Linked DNA regions of Ovis aries: region 2 is linked to region 1. The links are chromatin contacts, called in public Hi-C maps. All regions are on one chromosome and are shown on one strand. Each heading gives the region's core, a stretch centred on a gene start, on an enhancer-like site or on the middle of the called end of the contact. The rest is flanking DNA. Distances are from core to core; before and after follow the strand shown.

The links. A called contact is a pair of places that touch in the nucleus more often than the background predicts.
Region 2: a contact with region 1 is called in a Hi-C map of hypothalamus, with 7 times the contacts expected there. The contact joins the enhancer-like site here to the promoter of KIAA1671 in region 1. A contact is called at or near these places in 11 of 16 Hi-C or Micro-C datasets (blood, hypothalamus, liver and 6 more).

The regions. Positions count from the first base shown.
Region 1 is chr17:65,291,657-65,299,434 of ARS-UI_Ramb_v3.0, reverse strand. It overlaps KIAA1671 (KIAA1671 ortholog), which reads right to left and starts at 2,838. Exons shown (of 12, transcript XM_060400832.1): 1 at 2,773-2,838.
Region 2 is chr17:65,365,157-65,372,934 of ARS-UI_Ramb_v3.0, reverse strand. The region is part of intron 5 of KIAA1671 (KIAA1671 ortholog); the gene reads right to left. Among named protein-coding and RNA genes, the nearest start is that of KIAA1671, 72 kb to the right of the region's middle. Within about 2 kb of position 3,829, at least 7 of the 54 cell types and tissues checked have an H3K27ac peak or open chromatin away from gene starts, as enhancers often do.

The DNA of each region.
Region 1 (7,778 bases), core at 1,589-4,088:
AGCGGACAACTGATGCACAGGGAGGTGTGCTGAATGGAATGAAACACAGACATTAAAAATTTTTAGGCCACTTCCCTTGAGCGTTTCCTTCTCCAGACTGACTGCCCGGCCTCCAGAAAGGGTCCTCAACTGAGCAGCTCTCTAAACACAACACTGACCACTGTCTCTATCCAAGTTTAGTACCATTGTCACCGCTCACCTGGATTTTCTGAGCAGTCTCCAGCCTCCTGGCACACCCTCATCCAACCTCCCCAAGAGATGGGCAAGCTTCCCAAAACACACATCTGACACCATCCTTCTCCCCCAGAGAAACTTCCACAGTGCCCCACTGCCCTGGAATAAAGTCCAGATCCTTGGGAATAGCTGACCTGGCCCCTGCCAGCTTCTCCTGCCAACACCCCACACTCCCTCCTCTGTCTAGGCCTTTCTGTTCTCTTTACAGCGCACCATCCTCTCCCCACTGGTAGACCAGCTCTCCAAGAAAGCTTCCCTGCCTTCCATCCCTCCCCAGGCCAGAAGTCATCAGCCCCTCCTCCCAGACAATTGCCTCTTTTCACATAGACTTTGCCCCTTAAGGGTGTGACCACCAGCCTTCTCTTTGACACACTGTCTTGAAATATTTGTTGAATGAATGAATAAATACCCTTTTAAAACATTCCCCTTGGGGCTCTCTTTCTGAGTTGGTCAGAGATGTATTCTGGGGGTGCTGAGAGGGGAGTAAGGCTCAGGACAAGATAGTGGACTGTTCCATTCTCCTGCCAAGATCAGTCCTGAATAAAAACCAACCCCCAGGGCCTTCAAAGTGGGTGGGGTACCTCCAGAATCTGGGGTGAGGGCTGTACGCCCAACATCAAGAATCAGTACAGTTGTCTCTACAACTACAGGGCAAGTTGGTTGCTCATACCTAGACTGCAAGCCAGAAGGACAGACTCTATATTGCTCTGGGTCACGTCATTTCTAGTGTCCTCCACATAGTAGGTGCTCAATACACACCCTAGTTGACCAAAGAGCCGCTCACGTACCTAGACACGGTACCAAACGAAACCCTGTACTTCTCTAGGATAATTGCACCCTTGTCAAGCATGCCAATCCTTTCAAAAAGATTCCCCCTAAAACCACAAGGACCTCAACGAGTGTCTGCACAGCTCCCTCTGGAACTGTCCTAGGGGTGAGATGTCAGTGTCTGGGGGTGAATGCACATTTGTCCAGGAGCTCTGATGCATTAGCAAAGGAAAAGCTGGGCCAAAGGAGAAGTCTTGTCCAAATGGTGAGGTTACTGATTAGCCAAACCCTCAGAGCTTCTCTCTGCAAGGGGGATCAGAGGGGCAATTAAACCCCTTTGGAAGAAAGACCAAGTTAAATATCTCTCTAATCCTGTAGTTTGAAAAGATAGCAAGTTGAGTTTCTTGAGCTTTCCTTCAGATACCCTAGGGGAGGCGGCAGGGGATGAGACAAGGGAGAGGAGAGGCCACAGAATGAGGGTCCACCAGTATTTACACAGCCCAAACCTGCTTCATACCTTTTATATCTATTAATCCCGCCAGTCACCCAGAAAAGGGAGGACTGCGACCCCACCCCCACTCCACTGTGCCCCGAAGGGAGATCTGGGCTCAGAGATGTTAAGCATTTTGTCCCAGGGTCACAAAGAAGCTGCAAACAAAAATCACTTTCTTTGTGCAACAGGTACAGTCCTTTCCTTTCCAAAAGGTAGTGGCAGTTCCTGGCTGGAGAAAGTTCAGTCCCGCGGGCAGGAAGCCCTGGCCACCCAGGTGGCGCGCGCAGGTCATACGCCCGCGCCACTACGGGCCCGCCACGGACCAGCGGAGAAGCAGGGTTTCGGGGCGCGGCGCCCCGGCTACGCGCTCGGTGCTTGCTAGGAGGATGTGGAAAGGTCGGGCCCGGGTCGGGGGTCAACGCGCCGCTTCCCTTCCCCAGGGCCCCGCCTGTAGCCCTAGGCGGCGCCGCCAGCGGGGTGGGGGGCCAGCCGAGCCTGCCGGGGAGCAGGGAGATTGAGCCTTAATCTCATCAGGGAGCCTCTGCCCTGGGAAGGAAAGCGGAGGGGGTGCACAGGCCCGGTGGGGAGGGCGCGTCCGGCGCCCGCGGGGCCCGGCGCGCCGCTCTCTCCACCGCCCCCGCTGCCCGCAGGATCCCTTCGCCTCCGGCTCCGCCTCGATCCGCACCCCCGCTTCCCAGTGTCCACCTCCTGGGCCTCCAACCCGCACGGTCGTCCAGATCCTAGCAGTCGCAGGCTGAGTAGCCCGGATCTCCAACGATCCCCCAGTTCCCGGCCACCAGGTCTCCTCTCGGAATCACTCCCGAGGCTCGGACCAGTGGGGGGCAGGGGAGAGGGATCAACTAGCTCCCAGTTTCCAATCACCGTCCACAGTCACCCCAGGCTGGGGACCCAATGGTACCCCGGGCCACCGGCGCCAGATCCACTCCGAATATCGACTCGCAGGTCTCCAGCCGAGTGGCGCGGGATCCACTGGTAGCCCAGTGCTGGATCTTCCCGCGGGCTCCACTCCCAAGTCTGGAGAGACAGACCTTCCGGCTCTCAAGTCGGGATGCCCCTTCCCCGGAGATCCAGAGCCCGGGGAGACCCACCAGGTCCCCACCTCTTCCCAGGCTAACTTTGTCAACTTTTCTCCGGGGGCCTCAGCGGAGCAGAAACTTGGCAGCCACCGCCGGCCACCGCCTCCTCTATCCCCTCACAGGCCGGGGACACGGGACTGATGGCCGGCCCCGATCCGCCGCGGCCACGGCGCAACCTACCCTAGAGCCGCCGCCGCCGCCGCCGGTCCGCGCCGCGCCGCCACCTGCCCGCAGCCCGAGGCACCTGCCTGCGCTGCCCGCGGCCCCGCGCAGCCTAGCCTGCTGGGGCGGGGCCTCGGACAGGGAAGCGCCCCCCGTCGCCATGGGAACGGCGGCCGGCGGCGCCTGCGCGGAGGGCCCCGGGGCGGAGCTCAGCCCGCGGACTCGAGCTCTCGCTTGGCGCCGGGACCGGGGGGACGGTCCGGCAGGTCAGAGGTCGCGAGTTTCCCCCGAGACTCCTCCCGGAAGTGCTCTTGGCCCTAGAGCCCCGACCCTGCCTCGCCTGACTCAGAACATTTGTTCGTGATGCCTGCTTGCGTTGCCGGGGTTAGCCCCCGGCTTTGGCCGGGAGTCACCCACAACACACACCGCGAACCGCCGCCGTGTCTGCGCCCGAGAGCCTAGTGCAGCCTGGGAGCTCGGGAGAGCCTCGCCCATTGAATCGCTTGGGCTATGGGCGCGTGGAGCGAGCCCGGTCTGTGCGTAGCGCTCGCGCCTCTTCGCGGCGAGCAGGGGAATCGCACCCGGGGCGGCTCATTTCCGCCAGGGCACCTAGTGTCATCGCTGCGGCCTTATGTAGAAGTGGGGGGATGAAGGGTGAGCCGAAAAGAGACTTTTTGGACAAGCTGAGAGAACCGTAGGAAGTCTCTCCTGAACGAGAAAATGTCTGATTTACTATCCTTTACTCATTTCATTCCATAGGTTTCTATTCAGCACCTACAGTATGCTGGATGCCAGGGACCCGTGATACTGGTGGGGACTTCACTGGTGACAGAGACAAGATACAGCTGGCAAGATACAGATTCTCATAGAGCTTACAGACACTGTAAACAATATTTAGACAAATAAGTTGAACTGCATTTGGGACTCGTGCTTCCTTCCTTAGGAAGGAATTGTATGGAGACAATAACTAAAAGACTAAGTCAGTTGGACCTCAGTGAAGTCAAAGAGAAAAAAAGAATGTAATGCTGTTTGGCTCCAGGAGATACATCATATCCATTGTTTCTTTAAATCTCCACTTTTGGAGCAAGGATCAGCACCTCCGTATCTTATCAAGGAGCATTCTGAGGCTCCCTAGGAGACTTGTCCATGGTGATGGAACCCAGAAGTGGTGAGGTAGTGGCTCTATGACGTCTTGCAGCTTAGAATAATCTCTTGTATCAGCTGTATGTCTGGAAAACAGTCGTCAGTAGGATCCAACTCAGTAGCTTTTAAATAAGACTACCAGGCGCTTCCCTGGTTGTGAGTTGCTGGGACTCCGTGTTCCCCCTGCTCCCAGCCCTGGCTTTTCTCTTCCCAAGGACGGGGGACAGTGCCATTCAGGGACTTTCCCAGGACCCCTTCCTTCCCTTCAACCCCTGGTCTAGGATCTAGGTCCCACATACTGTAACTAAGGGTTTGCATGCTGCAACTGAAAAAAGATCCCGCATGCTGCAACTGGTAACTCTGCGTGCCGCAACTAAGACCTGGTACAGCCAAATAAATATTTTTTAAAATAAGTAAAAAGTAAATATGACAACCATGCCCAGGGTGGTGACTTCGAGGTAGGGAGAATAGTTGGATTGAAAGTAAAAATGCCTCAAAATCCACCTTTAAAGTAGGGTTTTTCCATTATGTGTGTATTATATCAGCAAATCAAGTCCCTGTTTATTGTTCGCTGCCCTTTCTAGAACTTCTGGAAGCAGGAGCTTTTGTCTCTTTAGTTCCCTCCTGATTCTCAGTGCCTAGGGCAGGGCTTGCCAAATAGTATGTACTCAGAAAATACTGTGCTTAATTGGATTAAACGCATGAATAATCAACAGTTTTAATAAGAGTACTGACTGCTACCTCTCCCTGCTAACCGTATGGGAACTTCTTGTCTCTCTGGGCGAATCTCAGTTCACCAGAATATGTGGGTTGAGGGTTCTGTTGAAACTGGATGTCTCTCAGCTGCCCATTCAGCTCAGTCCTCCATCTTGGTGTCTCCTCTCTATCCCAGAAATTAAGTGGGGGAGAGAGAAGACAGTCCTTTTTCTGCCACTCATCACAGAAACCCCAAACCCAGATGTGGCCCCAGCCCTAGCCAGCCCACTCCCAATTTTGCACCCCAGGAAATGCCCAGCCTATGCCCAGTGTCAGGGCATCTACCCACACCCGGCTTTGAGGTGGGGGGGAGTCCCAAAAATGCCAAACTACAACTCCCAGAGTCCTCCTGGCCCCAGGAGGGGCGGGACTTCCTGGTTCAGCCCCACCTTAGCAGATTCTCCCTGCATTCCTGTGTCTTCCCTCCCAGGTGAGAGGCTGCCAGCCAGCACACACCCAGCGATTACACCCTGACCAAAAAGGTGTCAGGTTGTACATTGTTTTCAGAGCCAACAGCCCACCTCTTACTCCCAGTCCTGGCTTTTCTCTTCCCAAGGAGAGAGGACAGTGCCTCACAGGGACTTTCCCAGGACTCCTTCCTTCTCTGCCATCATCTGCCCCCTCCTCAAGAAAGTCTGTCTTGATTTGGCAGCTTTGTCCAACAGAACTTTCTGCAGTGATGGGGATGTTCTAAATCTGCACTGTCCAACATAAGCCACAGATGACTATTGAACACTTAAATTTCGGCGAGTGTGACCAAGGAGCTAAATTTTTAGTTGTATTTAATTTTAATTAAATAGCCACACGTGGCGGAGAAGGCGATGGCACCCCACTCCAGTACTCTTGCCTGGAAAATCCCATGTATGGAGGAGCCTGGTAGGCTGCAGTCCATGGAGTCGCAAAGAGTCAGACACGACTGAAGCGACTTAGCAGCAGCAGCCACACATGGCTGCATCTATCTACCACATTGAACAGGATAGCTCTAGAACTCACACACTGCCTGGCAAAGACCATATCCACATATTTTCATTGGTGCATATTCATTTTGTTTCTCTTGTAACTCGCCTGCTTCTTGAGACTAAGAGCCAGTGTGTTCTTTGAAATGTTTTCTCTCAACACCAGGCCTTTGCCCATGCCACGGCCTCTGTCTGAATACTGTGCCCTCCACTTGCCCATCATCTATAGCTACTACGTGTCCTTCAGATCTTAGCTTTAATGTCACCTCCTCCAAGAAGCCAACCCTAACTACCATCCCCAACTCCCAGGCCAAAGCCTCTGAATCTTCTAGCCCCAACTGGGCACTGATGACCCTGTTGTATAATTGCTGCATTACTTCTCTGTCTCACTTTCTAGACTGTGAGCTTGGGAGCAAACACTAGCATAATATCTGAAACAGAGTTGACCTTCAATAAATACTCATGAACTTCAGTGTTGAATAAATGTTTTCACATAATACAGTCCTGTGCCTCATTCACAGAAATTATACTAATGCAAGATGTCATTTATTGAGCTAAGTACTTTGCCTGTACTGTCTCATGAAACGTCACAACAGATCTGTAAGAGATGCTCTATTATCTCGTTTTCATAGGTAAGGGATCTGAAGCTCAGAGAGGTTTCACACATTCAAAGTCACACAACTAAGATCACAGCCTGAGTTCCCTAGAAAACAGAGCTTGAGGCAAGATTAACAAACTAATGCCTTATTGGGGATGTAATCCCAGCTTAACAAGAGTGAAGGAAAAGGGACTATGAGACTGAGAAGGAGGGAGGGCAAATATAAGATGTTCTTGACTGAACTGGCCACAGCTTTTCAAGAAAGTGCGACCAGGAGTTCCAGTACACAGGGCATCTCTGGGGGAAGCCGCGTGAAATGTGCAGGGATGAAGGGCAAGAACTTCATCTGCTGGCCTGGCCCATTTCCCCTCTGCCACGAGTGACCACTGGACCCAACCACTCCTCGCATCTGAGCTGTGTCACTGACGCCTCCAGGCAGCCACGAGGAAAACCAGCTCTGCACCCAGAAGTTCACCTGCGTCTAGAAGAGGAGGCGCCAGAACCCTGGCCGCAAACCCTGGCCTCAGCTCCGGCCAGGTCAGCTGGGACCACAGCTGGGGCTGTTGGCAGATCAGGCCACGACTCAGGCCTCATCGCCGCAGGCCGCGCTAGCCAAGTGGCTGCAGCAGTCTGACCCAGGCCGCCTGCGGGGGGAGGCGAGTGGAGGCTGGATGGCATCCAGGGCTGCTGGGTGGCCGGGAAGGACACAGCTAAGCACACTTGAGAAGGCGTAACAATCACGCCTGACAGAAATCAGACTGGGATTCAGATCCAGTTGAGACTAACCCCGAAGCCCTTCCACAAATATTGATTGAAAGAAAAAAGAGAATAAATATATGACTGAATGAGTAGGAGGGGGGAAAAAAACCCCTGGCAATCATCTCTCCAAAACCTTGTATTCCAGACGCCCTCATTTTACAGTGGAAAGACGAAGGCCCAGTAAAGCAGAGATGCTCTAAGGCCACACGAAGAGTGAGTGGCAGAGCTGGGACTTGAGTCTCAGCCTCAGTCCTCCTGCTTCCCGTGTGTCTCACTTGTCGTGTCAGCATTTACGGCCTCAGAGTGATGCCATGAATGCATCTCACCTGCCCAGCATCCATTTCCCCATCCTCTGCACAGCACCTGGTTTTCCTCCTAGAAACCACCCCACGGCCCACCTTTATTTAGTTCATGTGGTTCCAGTGTGGTTGACGTCAGGACACACCTGCTCTCATCCCCAGTCTCCCACCCTCGACCCCTAACCCTTGAGCCCAGGTCCTAGGTCCAGCCCATTAGAGGATCCCATTTCCCTGGCCACAGTCTTCGGTTCATGGATGGGACCCATGTCTTCCAGTGAGAGTTAATCACAGTAATTGCAGCCACTGTGTGTGAAGAAGAGCTTTCTTTTCTCCAGGGTTGCTAAGCCTGGAGGCACCAGAAACCAACACTGTGAGACAGAATCTCCCTGAGAGTAAACTCAACTCGGCCGGAACAGAGCCGAGAGATGGAGAGAAAGAGAGAGGGGGGCCGCTGCTTGTTCACCTGGAGCCAGCTGTGCCTGAAGCTGTCCCACAGAATTTTCAGTTATGCAA
Region 2 (7,778 bases), core at 2,580-5,079, 73 kb before region 1:
GAAGGGGTGATGAAAATCTAAAAACGGACTGCTGTGCGGATGCACACATTTGTGAGTATACCAGGAGCGAACGAAAACCCGCCCGCTGAGGGCCTGCTAGGTGCCGAGCGCCGCACTGGCTGTCCCTGCCTCTCAGAGCCTGCACTCTGCTGGGGCTGGAAGACACGAGGCGACAGATGGACGCTGCATGTGACAAGAGGTGTCTGCGTGTCCCATCAGGGGGCCCCGCCGAGGGGTGACACAGAGCTGACAGAGGCCCCGAGAGGAGGGAAGCCAGGAGGGAATCTGGAGAACAAACAGGCAGGGCCAAGGCCCCGGGGCAGGAAGACGCCCAGGTGCGTCGGGAACATTCCCGCAGCCAGCGTGGCTCGCGGGGGTGAGCGGAGGTCGTGTGGGCGGGCGGGGTCACAGCGCACTCAGTGCCTCTGGACTGGAGCCCGAGTGCGAGGCGGCTTCATGGTGCAGGAAGGGCTGTGTGAACCGCGCTTCTCCCCAGCGCACGGGAGGTGTTCCGCAGACACTTCTAGAATGAAACCCGAAGTCTGCCTGGGACCTGGACCACTAACCCGGGCTCTGCAGTTCACCACCTCCAACGCTCACCACAGCCTATGGCGGGCACGGAGTGGGCTTCGCCCCATTTTGCAGCTGGGAGAAGTAAAGCTCAGCGAGGTGACCACGGCCGGGGGCGGCAGCTGAACGACGTGAGTGAGACCAGAGTCCAGGCCGAGCGGGCCCGTTGGGGGTTCCCGAGGGCGCGTGCGTGTGTGCATATGTGCACGCACACACACACACAGATGCCCTAGGGGGCACCCTGGAACTGAAACCGTGTGGACCCAGCAACCCTGCCCGGACGAGGGGGCCCCCGGTGCGTCTCTGGACCCAGCAACCCTGCCCGGACGAGGGCGCCCCCGGTGCGTCTCAGCCGGCTATAGGGCTGAAGCAAGTAACTGTGACTCTTGGCAGTTGAAAGTGCATGTTCGTTAATCATTTACTGTCTCGCCAAAAATAAATGAGTCAAGATTATTCCAGTATGAGCATCATTCTCACGCAATGGCACGTCAACAACATACTTTCTCGAGGAGGTGAAGCAAAGAAATCAGATCACCCTCAGCCCTCCCAGCCTTCTTATTTCTCACCCTGTGTAAGGCGGCAGTGACACGGAATGGGGTTCACACGTGGAAAAGGCTCAGTGGTTAAAAAAAAAGAGTGAAGTACTGACACTTGCTACACCACTGACAGAGCCTGAAGACACTACATTAAATAAAGTAAGCCAGACACAGGTCAGTATTAATACTAAATGGCTCCATTTATAAGAAGTACTCAGAAAGGGCAAATGCATAGAGACAGAAAGTATCACAGAACAGAGGTTGCCAGGGGCTGGGGGCTAGGGGCAAAGGGAGTTAGTGTTTAGTGGTTCACAGTTTCTGTCTGGGATGATGAGAAAATCTCTAAAGGCCGATGGTAGTGATGGTTACACACTGTGGATGTATTTAATGATACCATATAGTATGCTTAAAAATGGTTAAAATGGCAAATTTTCTGTTAAATATACTTAACCTATATATATATATATATATATATATATATATATGGACTTCCCTGGTGGCTCAGACGGTTAAGTGTCTGTTTACAATGTAGGAGACCTGAGTTTGATCCCTGGGTCAGGAAGAATCCCTGGAGAAGGAAATGGCAACCCACTCCAGTACTCTTGCCTAGAAAATCCCACGGATGGAGGACCCTGGTGTCCATGGGGTCGCAAAGAGTCGGACACGACTGAGCAACTTCCCTTTCATGTGTGTGTCCGTGTGTGTGTGTGTATTTTTTTTTTTAAAGATCTTACCCAAATGGTTCAAACACCTCCTAACTGGTCTCCCAGCTTCCAGCTTACCCTCTCCAACCGCCCCCTGAAATGGCCACTAGAGGGCGCCCCAAGCTGCATCTCTGACCTACACCCCTAGTCATAACTTTGCTTGGCTGTGGAAAACACCACTGCCCCTTATTTTAACCCTGAGGGTGCTTCTCAGCTGGGTCTTGTCCACATGCTCAAGCCCATCCCTCCCCAGGTAACGCCTGGAAGCTCCTGGAAAACCCCACGCTCTCCCCACACCAGAGTATTCACATCTTGGTTCACGGCTACACCTGAAGGAGCGAAAAGCACGTGGCACACAGTAGGTACTCAGCCCACTTCTGCCACTCAAGACATTCAGCAAGCTGCGGAACCAACAAACGACCAGTGTGCGTCATCCTGGGTTTATAGTCTGAGAGTGGGAGCTGATGTGAGGACAAGATAACTTGTCCTGTAGAGCTTTGCCTGTATTAAAAACTGGACTGAGGATGGGTGGGTGGATGGAGGGTGGGTGGGTGGGAAGATAGATGGGTGGGAAGGTAGGTGGGTGGGTGGATGAGAGGGTGGGTGAGTGGGTGGAGAGATAGCTGGGTAATTGGATAAACACAAAATCTCCCCAATACAAAAATCTCAGGCACAACTGGTCATTTGCATTTTAAGACCTAAGAAACAAAGGCTTTCTGGTCTGGCTGGTTTTAATCCCGAAAAGAAACTTTAATCAGCTGAGACATAAATTACTCAGTTCTTCTCCAGCCCCATCGGCTCAGCAGTGAAAAACAAGAAGCAATTAACAAATGAAATTAGCCACCTGCCAAGAGGATTCCTGGGCTTCCCGAGAGCCCAGCTTGCCGCCAGGTCCTCACCACTCAGCTCCACATCACGCGCCAAGGGCTAGTCCATCGTCCGGACTCACCCAGGCAGAGGGGTCACGCTGCTGGGCCAGCTCCCACCCGCCCAGTCCCCTCACCTCAGCCTCTCTCCCCTTCCCTGGCACACGGTAGGCCCACGACGAGGTGAACTCATCACCAGATGAGCCAGCAAATGCAGACCGACGAGTTTGGGGACTGGAGAGAACATTCTTGAGGTTCCCAGGGGCCCGCCTGCCTGCCCCATCACAGGGAACCCCCAGAGCTGGTGAATCTGTGCCTTCATGGTCACAGGAGGGGCCTCCGGGGTGAACCGAGACTCACCGTCACGGTCCAAGGCTGAGTCACCATGTTTTATGATCCGCAAGTGCGGGCCAAAGGCTCACTTTACGAGGAAACGTGGGCGCGCCCACCCACCACCAGCCCCGGAGGAGTTAAGGAGGAGACGGCACAGGGCTCACACCTGCCACATAGACCCTAGGTCCTAGGGGTGCCCCGGGGGAAGCAGGGGACCGGGGAGAACCCTGGCTGCGGAGTCAGAGCTCCAGCCCCAGCCCAGCCAGGCTGCGGGACCCTGGGTCGGACACCTTCCCCTGCCCTGCCGCGTTTCCTCAGCAGCCAAGGACTCCTAAGATTGGAGACAACTTCCTGCTCTATCAGTAGACTTTCAAGAGAATGTAGGGGAATAAAAACAGCTGGCAGCAAATCATAATTAACAGCAGATACATCTATCAGGCAGTTCTTCACCGCCAGGCGCTGTGCTAAGCGCTTTATAAACCATCTCGTTCCAGCCCCGTCCTTCTACCCCACGATGTCATAGAGTACTGGGAGGGTCAGCAGCTGATTAGGAGCCTGGACTCCAGACTTAGACCTTGCCAGAGGTACTTACTGGCTCTGAGCCTCAGTTTTCCCACCTGCAAAATGAGGATAAACTAGGGTCCATGCCCCACAGTAAGCACCATGGTGGGTATTGTCATTTCTGTGATTCACCACTTTACAGAGGAGGAAAAGAGAGGTTCGGAATGGTAAGTTCTCTGAAGCGGCCGGCTGGGACCAGTCTGACCTCATGCTCAGGGTCTGATGAGTCAGGGGTGGGCAGGGCTCTTTAGATCAGCAGGGCACCAGCCCTGGTGTGTCCCAGGCACCCTTTGGACAGTGGCCAAACCTGTACAGGACAAATGTCACATTCTCAGCCCAGGGGCTTGGTTGGGTGTCTTGTTTCCCCGTGAGCGAGTGTCCCAAGCACTGCAGGCCCAAGAGCTGAGAGGGGCTGGCAGGCTGGCTGGGCCACAGGCACAGTGCCGGAGCAGAAAGGGTCTGGGGCCAAGGCTGGAGGTGAAGTAGGCCCAGTGTCCATTCCAGCTTCCCCCGCTTTCTGACTGTGTGGCCAGAGGCAAGTGGCTTAACCTCTCTGAGCCTCAGTTTCCTCCTCTGCAAAATGGGATTCATATTCCCTAACAAGAAGAGGGGACTGGGGATTGACAAGGCTTGGGGCACAGGCTCAAAAAAGGGAAATGGACCTGAATCTCAACTGGAAACCAACAGAACAAAGTCATCGATCAAGAGTGACGGAAGTAACAGCAGATGGCGTTTATCCACTAGTGAGAGGCTCTCCAAATACCCCCACGGGGTGCAAAACACAGGTCTGACCATCTCTGACCTCCAGAGTGGCAGGGCAGCCATCCGGCCAAGCGGGGCTCAGGGACCCCAGGTGTCACCTGCAGGGTCGCCCTGGGCGCCCCTCTGGGGGCCTCAACTTCCCTGTTCATAATGAGAGAGTTGGCCCAGGTGAGGAAGAGAGGGAGGAGGGGAGGAGAGGGAGTGAGGAGGAGGAGGAAGAAGGGCAATGGCAGTGGAGGAGGAGAAGGAACAGCCATCCCTGCGCCAAGGCGTGAAGTGGGAGTTTACTCTTCTGAGCGCGTAGCGACTTCACTTCCTGCCCACAAAACTACTCTTGAGGCCACTTAGGACCATCCTCATTTTACAGAAGCAAAAACAGGCTCATTGGGGTCCATCAAGTCACCTGCCCAAGGTCACAGAGTGCCAAAGCCAGAACTTGAACCCACTTCTTCCAGCCTCCAGAGCCCCAGCACCCCAGCACCCCAGTGCTAAAGTCCCCATAGTCAGGATTTGGGAGGCATAAGAAAGCGAGAGCACCACCACTGCCCTCCTGGTGATCACTCCCCAGAACTGTAGGCGTCAGTCCTGAGAGCCGGGAACCTAGGTCCGAGGCCCCAGCTCTGTCTGGTTCAGATTCAGTACCCAGACCCAGACGCCTCCAGGGGAGAGGTGATCAAACAGACTGCAATGGGGCAGAGGCCTCTGGGGCCAGAGGAAGGGAGCCAAGGCGAGCCACCCAAGGACTCCACGGAGAAAGAAGAAGGGACAGCAAGCAGAGACTGGGACGAGTATGCTGTTCCCTCCATAACCTTTGCCTTCTCTCTCTCTCTCTCACACACACACACACAAACACACACACACAATCAGATAAGTTGAGTCAGTGCCTGAGAGAGAGTGGAGACAAAGGTGAAAAAGGAATCAGCAGCAGAGATCTGGACACCTGTGAATTTTCGGGGGCTTCTCAGCCAAGGTCTGAGTCCCTTCACGGGCAAAGTCACCCCCAGCCTCACTGTCAGCTCTTGGCAAGAATTCTGCCAGGGGCAGCATCTTCACCCCATTTTACAGAGGAGGAGACAGAGGTTCAGACAAGTGAAGTTTGTTGCTGGTGGTCACAGAGCTAGAAGGAACAGACCTCAGATGTCAATACTGCCGGATCCCACGTCTCTGAGACGTGGGACCAGGCACAAAAGACCACTGAAATGCACGGAGTCCTGCAACTCAGAATGACCTTGGGTGTGGAACGGTGTTGCTCATTTAAAAAGGCTTATCTCAGATGTCCCCAGGCAGGGCCCAGGGCCTGGGAGGGACTTTAGGAGGAAGTGCAGAGCTCAGCACATCTCCAAGGATCATGGAACAAAAGTGAAAAAAAAAAAAAAAAAAAAACAGAAAAGAAAATCATGGAAAATCAGAAGTGGTGAAGCCCTGGAGCACAGCTGGGGACACTGAGGCTTGGGCAGACGGGGGCTCCCCTGGGGTCCTGCTGCCTCACTTACCCGCCTCCTTTCACAAGTGAGGAATCAGGCTGAGAGGGAGGAAGTGCTGGCTAAGGACGGAGCTCACTGACAGCCAAAAGGATACACAAAAGCAACAATCATAATAATGGTAACATAACAGTTAGTAAAGTGTTTACTGTGTAACTAGGAGCAAGCCAAACACTTCTCGAGTTATCTGAGTCCCACATCAGCCCATGAAGTAGATGCTGTTATTATACCCATTTTATAGATGAGGAAACTGAGGTCAGACCCCTAGCTCCATGCAGAGCCAGGATGTGAATGAATCCAGGCAATCCAGCTGCAGAACCAGCCCGATGCTGCTGTCCTCCCATTGTTACCACACCATCGGTTACTGTCTGAATTATGACACGCTGGGCCCCACACAATCTCACTCCATCCTCCCAACAGCACAAAACAGACAGGAATCACAGTCCCGTTTTCCTGGTGAACAAACTGAGGTGCAGAAGAATTAAGCGAGTTGCTCAAAGAAGCAGAGATGGTGCCAGCATGTGAACCCAGGGCTCTCAAGACTCCAGGGCCTGTTCTAACCTCACGGTGCCAGATACCAGGGGCTGCCCCTCCAGAGGGGGCCACAAACCCACCAGAGGGGAAGCTTCCCCGGCAGAGCCGGCAAACACCGTCTCATGTCGAAACACGAGCCACGGCCCAGCCAGGCCGCAGCAGGCTCCCGGACGATCACCGGGAGCCCACCCTCACCCTCCTCAGGCCCTGGGACCAGCCTGGGACGTCCCCAGCAGCGTCCGCTCCAGCCACGCCGGCATCACTCACCACGAAGGGCCCGGTCCTCCTGTCCTTGCAGAAGCTGTGGCTCCTCCGAGGGCCCGCGGTTGTGGGGCTCACCTGCCAGAGTGGAGGCTCATTGTCCGGGAGGGCACGCTCCCTGCCCAGGTCCCTCGTTGACCCCTGAGACGCGGGAGACACAAGAAGAGGAGATTTGACTGGGGCTTCCCCTTTGGCAGGAAGAATATGTCATGAGAGGGGCCATGCTGCACCTCAAAGGCCAAAGGGCAAGGGTGCCCGATGCCCACCTCTGCTCACCCCTGCCCACATCCATGGTGGGTGGTCCACCTCAAATGATGCGGGGGGGGGGGGGGGTCACATATAGGATCAGCGGGTCTAGGTTCAGCCCAGCCTCAGCCACTTCATAACCGTATGACCTCGGGTGAGTGCCTTGACCCCTCTGAGACTTGACCATGTGGGAAAAGATCCATAACACTAGTCCTCAGCTTCTGGGTTCAGGGCTGAACCAACAGAGGACCAGCGGGCAGAAAGGGTGTGAACTCGGAGCTGCCAGCAGGGGGCGGGCGTGCGTGAGACCTGGGAGCCTCCCCAGCCCCTGCCATCCCCCCACCCGGCGTGCGATGGGCCCTCTGTGAATGTCAGCCACTGGTAACTTCTGGTTGGCCTCATTACAGACATCTTTCCATGTATGTGAACGCGTGTGCACACGTGCGCAGATACAGAGAGAACCAGTACATGAATACGATGGAGTAGGTGCGCTGGAGTGAATCTTGTTATTTTTATATACAGGGGGATACAGTCACAAGCCAGTAAACATGGGACTCTGGAGGGTGCCTTTTACGGGCCTCACACTGTCCCTGCACCGACAAGAAAAGAAAGGCCCAGAGAGGGGAGAGTGAAAAGAAAGTGAAGTCGCTCTGTCGTGTCCGACTCTTTGCGACCCCATGGACTGTAGCCTCCCAGGCTCCTCCGTCCATGAGATTTTCCAGGCAAGGGTACTGGGGTGGGTTGCCATTTCCTTCTCTAGGGGATCTTCCCGACTCAGGGGAGGCATCTGCTTAAGAACGCACAGCATGAGTGAAGGGCAAGGCTGACCCCTTGCCTCACAGCCTCTTCTGTGACGTCTCATGAGACCCTCCGGTTTTCCTCCAACCTCAAGGGCTGTTCCTTCCCCGCCTCCGTGCATCTCAG